Regions from separate parts of the Mus musculus genome. Here region 2 is linked to region 1. The links are chromatin contacts, called in public ChIA-PET maps. All regions are on one chromosome and are shown on one strand. The core of a region is the stretch at or near the end of the contact, and the rest is flanking DNA. Distances in the headings are between cores, read along the strand shown.

Evidence for each region. ChIA-PET counts read pairs in DNA pulled down with a chosen protein or histone mark.
Region 2: a contact with region 1 is called in an RNA polymerase II ChIA-PET map of memory CD8 T cells, with 15 read pairs. The contact joins two enhancer-like sites. A contact is called at or near these places in 1 of 15 datasets of contacts at CTCF or cohesin (the NIH/3T3 cell line) and 1 of 115 datasets of contacts at active chromatin or transcription factors (memory CD8 T cells).

Annotation. Positions count from the first base shown.
Region 1 is chr15:52,751,332-52,755,784 of GRCm38.p6, forward strand. The region is part of intron 3 of Gm41323 (a long non-coding RNA gene); the gene reads right to left. Among named protein-coding and RNA genes, the nearest start is that of Gm34794, 33 kb to the right of the region's middle. Within about 2 kb of position 2,155, at least 56 of the 459 cell types and tissues checked have an H3K27ac peak or open chromatin away from gene starts, as enhancers often do. A contact at or near this core is called in memory CD8 T cells, where this site is marked.
Region 2 is chr15:53,155,641-53,160,136 of GRCm38.p6, forward strand. The region is part of intron 1 of Ext1 (exostosin glycosyltransferase 1); the gene reads right to left. Among named protein-coding and RNA genes, the nearest start is that of Ext1, 190 kb to the right of the region's middle. Within about 2 kb of position 1,826, at least 70 of the 459 cell types and tissues checked have an H3K27ac peak or open chromatin away from gene starts, as enhancers often do. A contact at or near this core is called in memory CD8 T cells, where this site is marked.

The DNA.
Region 1 (4,453 bases), core at 905-3,404:
TGTTTGTGCTCTCCAGCAGCACTGAGTGTATGTAGTTAGTGTATATAAGAAGGATGCTTTCTGAGCCATTGAACGATGCTCTAAAAACTTGTCTCCCCGGATATAAAGTGAATACTTCCTTAGAAACTCAGGAAAGTATGGTTGGAATAAAAAGATATGAATGTACGTACACTCATTGGCACATCTATGTAAAGTGATCCAACGCAGCAGTCTCAATGAAACCAGGCACCGTGCTATGTGTGTTAATTTCCTCTAATAGAAGGTTCATCAAATCATCAACCATCTAGCAATCTTCACGTTACTCAAAAGATTTCTATACTTGTAACTTTTGCATTTGGGGTAGAAGCTGAGAAAACTCACTTCAGAGACAGAAGTTTAAAAATGAAAGCTTTATTTTCTGCACATTCGAAAGGGTGCCAGTTTGGAATCTGAACTGACTCCCCAAAGGGAGATTGTACAACAATTTTATGGGATGACAACACAAAGCAAGGGGGAGGAGGGAGGGCTGTTGCCTTGACCAATCATATTTCAACACAAGGCATTAAGCAGGGAAGTTAAAGTTGGTGACTGGGACGTATCCAGGTCTCCAAGTTTCAGGATCCTTGAGTCACCTTTTGCAGTCAGGTCCCTTCCTGGACTCTGACCTAGAATTTATAATGATATAGGAACAAAGGAGTGGGCAAGCAGCACGTGGTCAATTAAGTCAAGACAGGCGATGCATTTATGACTTGTGTGCTTGTAATTTAGACAACAAGATAACAGCAACTTTCATTTTTACATCCTTTCCTGGTTAGCAGAAAAACATGAAACATCTGAAGAAGCAGGATAGTAGTTGGGTTCCAGGACCTGAGAACATGAACTCAGGTTTGACCCTGTCAACAAGGTAGAACTTGTTTCTGAGATGGCTGGACTCAGAAAACTGTCTCCAAACAGTAACTAATAAGCCAAATGGGTGGAGAGCATCATACAGGTGAACTGGTATGATAGAGCATAAAGATCAAATCATTAATTACTCCTCACATTCCTGCGTGGTATTATCCTCAATTATTAGATGAGAAAGTTTAGGGTCAAACAGGCTAAGTAACTTGTATATCAATAAGGTATAAGGCTACCTATAAGATATAAGGGTACCTAACTGTAGGGGATAAAATCACTTAAGGATTCTAGAATTCTAGGTCACAGGGTTAGGTTAAGAGCTCGCCAATAATATTTATATCAAGGACCTTAGCTCTACTCATTCTCCCGCTTATGTCTCCATAGTGTGCTGGCTCTTTGTCTATAGGCTTCTAGTCTCACACACCATGAGGGCTGTAGCAGCCCCAACTATCATTTGTTTATCCATTAGAACTAAAGGGAAGGAAAAAGAGAGTAGAATTTTCTTTTGCTGCAGTTTCTCTTTTTATTAAGAAAGGAATTTTTATCCAAGTCCACCAAAGAAACAAACTATTTGACAGACACAAACCACACCAAAAGCCATGGGAGTGTGGCTGCATGGATGTCTCAGCATTGCTGTTGGAGATTGTCCTGCCAAGAAGGAAGAAGGAATGGAGCAAGTGATGGAAAAAGAAACCAACAACAAACCAGTCAGATCAATGACAGTGAGGTCCAGCTCATGCGCCAGACTTAGCGATTGACAGGGCTGAGTCTTGTATCTTAAAGGAGGTGATTTTAGCTCAAAACCAATGGGGTAGCTATTCTTGTGGTAGTTGTAACCAACAGTTTTTAACTTCAGTACTTTGTTCTTAGAGGAGCTGAGGAGTCACTCTGTGGGTCAAGGGCTGCCTGGAAAGAATGGCTGTGTGTCTGGGAACTGACTCTCTCATCTGGAGTAAAACAGATTTCCCAGTGAGATTTTCTGCCCCACAGTCTAAGTCACCCACTGTCCTTGTTAGGGTTTCCATTGCTGTGAAGAGACACTGTGAGCAAGGAAACGTTCCTAAAGAACAACATTTAATTGGGGCTGGCTTACAGTTGCAGAGGTTCAGTCCATTATCATCATGGTGGGAAGCATGGCAACATCCAGGCAGACATGGTGCTGGAGAAGGAGCTGAGAGTTCTACATCTTGATCTGAAGGCAGGCAGGAGGACACCCTCTTCTACACTGTGTGGAACTTGAGCACAGGAGGAAACCTCAAAGCCCACCTCTACATTGGCACACTTCCTCCAACAAGGCCACACCTCCTCCAACAAGGCCACACTCCTAATACTGCTACTTCCATGACCCAAGCATATTCAAACCATCACAGCCACATAATCTGCAAGTTGACTGCTTGTTTGTTTGTTTGATTGATTGATTGACTGTTTTGTGTTTTGTTCCTGCTTCTAGGCCAAAAAGACCTTCCCTAGCCCACCAGGACTTTCATCACCCAATAGCAGAACATTATTGAGTTGTTCAGATAGATAGAAGGACAGTCTTCTGCTGTCTGACGCTGCCTCCACCTCCTCTCATGCTTGTTGGGTGCAGCTGCATGGTGGTTTATACTGTTAAATTCTGTGGCTTTGACAGCAGATCAAAAAAAAAATGGTAATAGGTCGGCTTATTTTGAGTGCAGTCAGAGGTTATGAGAGGGCAGCCCACAGACCAACACCCTTATCCCCACAGGAAGTACATTAGCAGCGTTGACTCTCAGGCCATACCCTAGAGTGTGCTGAAGAAGAAGATTGCATTTTAACAAGATCTATAAGACTTCCATCTGCAAACTTATCTCATTTACATAAGACAGTTTTCTATCTAATCTCTGGCCCAGCCTAACTATTTAGACCACTATCTGTTTTGTTTGTTTGTTTGTTTGGTTGGTTGGTTTGGGTTGGTTTGGGTTGGTTTGGGTTGGTTTGGTTTTTAGAGGTTTCTCTGTAGTCTTGGAATTGACTATGTAAACCAGGCTGGCCTTGAACTTACAAAAATCTACCTGATTCTGCCTTCCAAGTGCTAGGATTAAAGACTTGTGTCCCCACAGCCTGGCTAAACATGTATTTTAGATTTTTGGGGGGGTGGGGGGGTCATAGATCACTATCCTTAAATTTAGTATAAACTTCCAGTTGGCATATACTTGTTATATATTCCATTATATAGAATTCCTTTATATGCAGTGCTGCCGTAGCCCTGTATTTACACTTCTTTCTAGGCCTGGTTTGTGAGGGCTCCCCTGTGGTGAGCTCTATCAGCTGGCACAGCCTCTCAGGAGCTGATTCTTTATGGTCTTCCTAGATCTTCTTTCAGAGATGCCCCTTAGCAGCATGTGTCAGGCACTGTGGGAAAGCTAACAACATCTCGATAGGAAAATGCTATAGATCAGTGTTGTGTTCCCAGAGAACTAGCATACACAGGTAACCTGTGTAAGTCAGGCATGCTGGATCTTGGCACAGTAACTTTACATAAGTATGCGAAGGCACTGGCATTTTCAATGTACTAATTCTTCATGCAATGGACTGGTTGTTCCTGTTTATTCTCTCCTTGGTCAAAATGCACAGATGATACCACCCGGAAATCTCACTGAAATACTGTATCTACAATGTAATGTTACAAAGAGTAATTGAGCTATCTATTAAAATGTTCTTTTAGGGCTGAGGTTTACCTCCAACGTGATGAAATTTTTCTAGCCTGCCTAAAGCTCTGGGTTTAATCTCCAGAAACTCTTCGCTCTCCCCCCCTCTCCCTCTCCCTCTTGGTCTATCGCTATCACTCTTTCTTGCCTTCTCTCCCTCTTATAAAATGACACCTAGAATTTGTTGTTGTTGTTGTTGTTGTTTTAGGAGTCCTTATTTTAAAACTATTTCCCTGTTACTGTGCAGTTGGTTTTTTAGGATCTCCTCAAACACAGCTGCTGCACTGACTCAGCAGGTAAAGGTCTGCATTGAAAGACTCCTGACTTGTGGTCAGTCCCTTAGACCCATGTGGTAAAAGGACAGGATTAAATCAACCCCTGCAAGCTACTCCTCTGCGTTCTCTCTCTCTCTCTCTCTCTCTCTCTCTCTCTCTCTCTCTCTCTCTCTCTCCCTCCCTCCCTCCCTCCCTCTCTCCCTCCCTCTCCCTCTCACGCACATGCACAGACACATGTGTGCACACGAACTAGGACATGAAACCGTGAGCATAGCATCCCAGCTTTTATCTCAGTTGTATATCATCATTATTAGGAAGCTGAACAGTCAATAGCAGAACATAGTTATGTGGCCCAATTTCCAAATCCTTGGCTTCTCCATCAGCTGCACTGCAAAGCTGCAGGTTGTCAGCTTCCCAGGATAGCTTCTCCAGCTGAAATCAGTAGTGCTCTCTCAAAGCCTGTGGCTCAGGTCTTCTAAGTACATCGTCAGCTTTCAAATAGGTCTGGGAAATTGCATGTCTCCCATTAATAACCCACAAAAGCAATACACAAATAGAATTGCAGAGGGAAATAAGTGGCTTGTTGGATGCCTCTTTGGAGAGGCTGGTGAGTAAGTTATCTCAGCTGTGCTT
Region 2 (4,496 bases), core at 576-3,075, 400 kb after region 1:
TGCATCCCCACAGGAGAAAGACGCTGTTCTATACTTGCCTCCTTGCCTCCTTGGGTGGCAACCTGCAAGGTCCTGCCCACACCAGACTTCTCACCTTGTTTCCTGTCACTCCCATTTGCTCAGCATCTTCCTTGCTTCAAATGTGCCCCAATTTCCCTGCTGGGCAAATACACTGTATCTGTCAACTGGAAAGAATGCTTGACTTCGGCCATGTTTCCATTAGGCCAAAAATCAGCAGACAGTTAAGAACCGAACAACTGCAACAGACTTCATCTGGCTGTCCTAGCTAAACAGAAGCATTTCATCGGTAATCTACAGCCTGTGTAAATGCTCAGGGTCTAAACAAGAATACTAACACCCAGCAGTGCACAGAGCATACATACTGCCCTGCCCAGGGGAAGTGATTTCAACCATGGCTGGTGGTCACCTAACATAGGGTGTGACAATCTTACTGAAAAGGGAGAAACCTAAAGGCCCACTCCACTGGACTGTTTCATCCATAAGCTGTCTGCTGTGCTGCTTGCCTGTGCCCTAAACCTGTGCTAGGTACCCACCCCTCGTATGATCTCAGCCAACAACTGTTAACCATCTCTGTAAGTCTCACTGGCTAAGGAGCTACAGCCCAACAGCAGACATGTTTCAATCCCAGATCCACCTTTCCAAGAGGGTCACGAGCCTTTTCAAGCCTCAATTGTGCTTGCTCTGTGTGCATGAACATAGCACAGAAGGCTTTTTATGAGATACTACTAACCATGATTTATTGTAAAGGAATGTTATTATTATTTTTATATCAAATTTATAAATAACAGTAAATGTCATCTAAAAAAACAAAGTGAGGAAGGGATTCCATAATGTGACTTCATGTGTGTTCATGTGTTTGGTTTTTGTATTCATTGGGTTGAGTTTGTGTTCTTTACTTTTGTGGATTTTTAAAAATTTTTTATTTTATTAGTTAGTTAATTTTCTAGTACTGGGGATTGAACCCAGGGTCTCAGGCATGCTAGACAAACATCCTCCCACTGAGCTATTTTCCTAGCCCTGAAGTTTGTTTTGTATCCTCTTAGATACATGATCTTGAACTGTAAAGACCTTTGAGCTTCAAACTCATCAGTACAGACCTTACAGGTGTGTACTGAGTTATTTGGTTCCACACATGGTCTTTAGGTAGCAGCTGCTGTGCCCTACTCTCCTATCTTACAGAGAAAAAGGACACATGCAGAATGTCCAGGACTCTTTAAGAAGCAAGGCTTCAAGTTAGCAGTATGCACCCAGGCCTTTATGCCCCAACCAGAGACTCTGTCTGATGACCTTCATGTCAGAAGACACAGAGCAGGGCATGGGGGCACACATCTGGAACTGTACCCACTCAGAAGCTGAGAGAAGCTGAGGCAAGATGTAGCTCCATAAAACGGCTCCATGTTGGGGTGGGGAATGAAGGAATGTGCCTGTGCCTCTGAGAGATCCCAGGCACACTGTCCCAAATATTGTCCTGTGACTAAGGTTTGCAAACTCACCACTTTTCTTGTTCCAATCTTGCAAACTGAGTGGTTAGACAGAGTTAGGGACTTCAAAGCCACGGGTAGTGGTATTCTCAGAAATTCAGCCCACTGATCAGAATTGTGGTTGCTCCAAGACCATGTCTGGCACTTTTAGATGCCACTCTTATGTAATTATGCCTTCATGGCAAAGTGAAGCCTAACTTCCCTTGCCGCTGCCTTTTTTTTCTGGGTTTTGTCAAATGTGTGAACAATGTGACACAGGAAGTGGGCCACCAGACACTTCCTATGCCAGCCTAGGAAGCCACCGAAAAACACCCTGTCTGTCCTTGTCAAGCAGAGATGTATGTGAAGGGGAAATCCCTAAAACAAGGCCAGGCAGTCAGGGGCTCCAGTTCTGTGTTACCTCACTGCCATTTAATACGTTAGAGGGTTTTTACATCACCCACTAACACCAATCTGCAGAAGCAAACGAAAGATGAGCAAACACAGCTCTCCTGAGCTGGGGAAATGACACCAATCAGATCAGCAGAGAGCCAGGAAACGACTGTTTTTTGCCAGTTCTTGATTTGTTTTGATTCAAAACAACTGGCCCCCAAATGTTTTCCTGTTCTGCCCTCCAAATCTAAAGCTGGAAGAAAATGAAGGGATTGATAATAAAGCTTTCACTATGATGGGGGAGGGGAGGGGGAGAGTGTAGAGGCAATCTGAATCAAAAAGGCCATTTACTCTCCTGTTTTTGAATACATTTGTTCTGTTCTGATAAGTGCACATTTACACTGGAGAGAAGATGGTTTTCAGAATAGGCACCTACTAGGATTAAATTTACATTCTCTGTTCAAATACAGGCACACACATTTTAAACTGACAGGGCTAGGTGTTAGGTTCACACTGGCAAACATTCAAAGGTAAGTTGTTTCAAGGAACAAATTTTGTAACTTCCAAAGCTTAAAAAATAAATAAATAAAATTTTCTGCTATTCACTTTAAGATTAGCGGGACCCCAAGACAGAAGTGACCAGTTTTAATGGCAAAGCATTCATGACATATCTTGCCATACTTGATAACCTGCACAGGTCTGACTAAGCCCAGTAAGAGGGACTGAAATCTGTATGTATAAATAATTAGGCAAAATGAGCCTGGAGATGCTCTGAGATTTGCCTGGTGACAAAGTCACAGTGACAGCTTGTTAACGTGTTCATTGAACATCACAAGCTCCACAAGAGTGGCTTTGGAAAGGATCAAGTGGGTTCCTACTGGGCAACACAGGGAGCTTGTGTTCAAATGCTCCATAAGTCAACGAATCCTACACAACGAACAGAGGAGGCTGCAGATCATACCTCCAAGGTACACCAGGCCTGTGTTTGCAAGAAGCAGAGAGATGAATGAAATTCAAGGGAAATCAAAGTTTATCTGCTGTCAGAGGGTTGTGGTTGGTTGGTTGGTTGGTTGGTTGGTTTGTTTGTTTTGATGATGCCACCTTTGGAACTGAGGAGTCAGGAAAGTATACATTTAAGGAAAAAACTATCACTTTCCACGTGGCAATTTGAAGATGGAGAATTCCATGTCCAGACATACTTTTGTTTATTTCAGAGGTGCTGATCTCTAGCCAACGTAGAGTTCAATGAGCAGTCAATGAGGTTCAGTTCAGCCAGTGCAAAATGGAAGCAGCGAGGCCATTGGAAGGTACTCACTGGATATTAGGGGATGGCTTCCAGGATCATGGATCCTAGTAGGGTAAGCCTAAGTGTTCGTGTGTGCATTGTGTTCCATGGGGACAAGGAGGAACAGGAGGAAGAAGAGGAGGAAAGACCTGGCAGGAGACAGAGAGATGGACAGACATGACATGTGGCCTAAGCAAAGGTCCCTAGGCTGAGGGAGACAGGAATGCCTCTCCGTGAAGGTCTATGATATTTATACAGGCTATGCACTTTTCACATGGACAGCTGGAACAAGGAAGCTCTTCACACTGTTGTATAAAAGCAAGTTCAAACACTTTAGTAGTAGGATTACTGTCTGGAGGAGACCACCTGGGCTAGGTGGCTCAATAAACTCATTCCAATTCATAACTAAGAATGGACAGAGATACAGGACCTAAAATTACCATTTACATCCTCTGTTAGAGGATGTTGGTGACCTCAAGTTCAATTCTGGGGTTGGGATCTACTCTGCCTTGCAATCCCTCCCAACACTGACACATGGAGAAAAACCAGCACATTTGGCCAACACACAGCTACTAAGCTGAGGCAACTCATGTCCTGGGGCAGGAGAGACCCACACTCCATCTGGCAATCTGCTGCCTACCTAGGCCCCTGGTTTCACAAGCCTGGTGAGGATCATTCCCGCTAGCAATTTACTCATTTAGTGGCTAGCTGAGCCCGAGGAGGAAAAGGGCAGAAGAAGAAAAGGAGAGCTGGTTATCGACAAAGCCCTGGCAACCTTTCTGTCGGTGCCCACTGTTTCTTAAGCATTTGACATTCTTTTCTTTTAGTTATCAGCCCATGTAGGGAGCGGGGTCAAGCGTAGGTCTAGCCAACTCGACAGTCCTTTCCTCTACAAGCCGAATTCTACAATTCCTACTGAGAAGTGCATTTGTGTGACTCTGTGCACAGACCCTGCCCTTATAGAAAGCAGCCAGCACTGGTCAAAAGCACAGGCAAAGCTTCAATTCTGGTCGGCAAGAAATGCACTCTACAGGGTGAGAGCCCCATTTATTTACCAAGGACCTCCTTCGCAAAACCAGAGTGTGGACTTCCAGAACACTTGGCTGCTCACCAGCATCACCAGGTCAGGCCAGGAAAACAGTAACAAACCTACCAGGCAAACAGTATAGAGACCTAAGGTAGCCTTCAGCCACCCTGTACAAAGAGGAGAGATGACACTGAAGCAGGACGGTGCGGATTTTCTTTCAACCCATTCCCCTCTCCTCTCTGTAGCAACCCTGGAGCTGCTCAGGCTTTTGATATCATACACTTATCCTTCAGCATTGTCAGTCAGGACA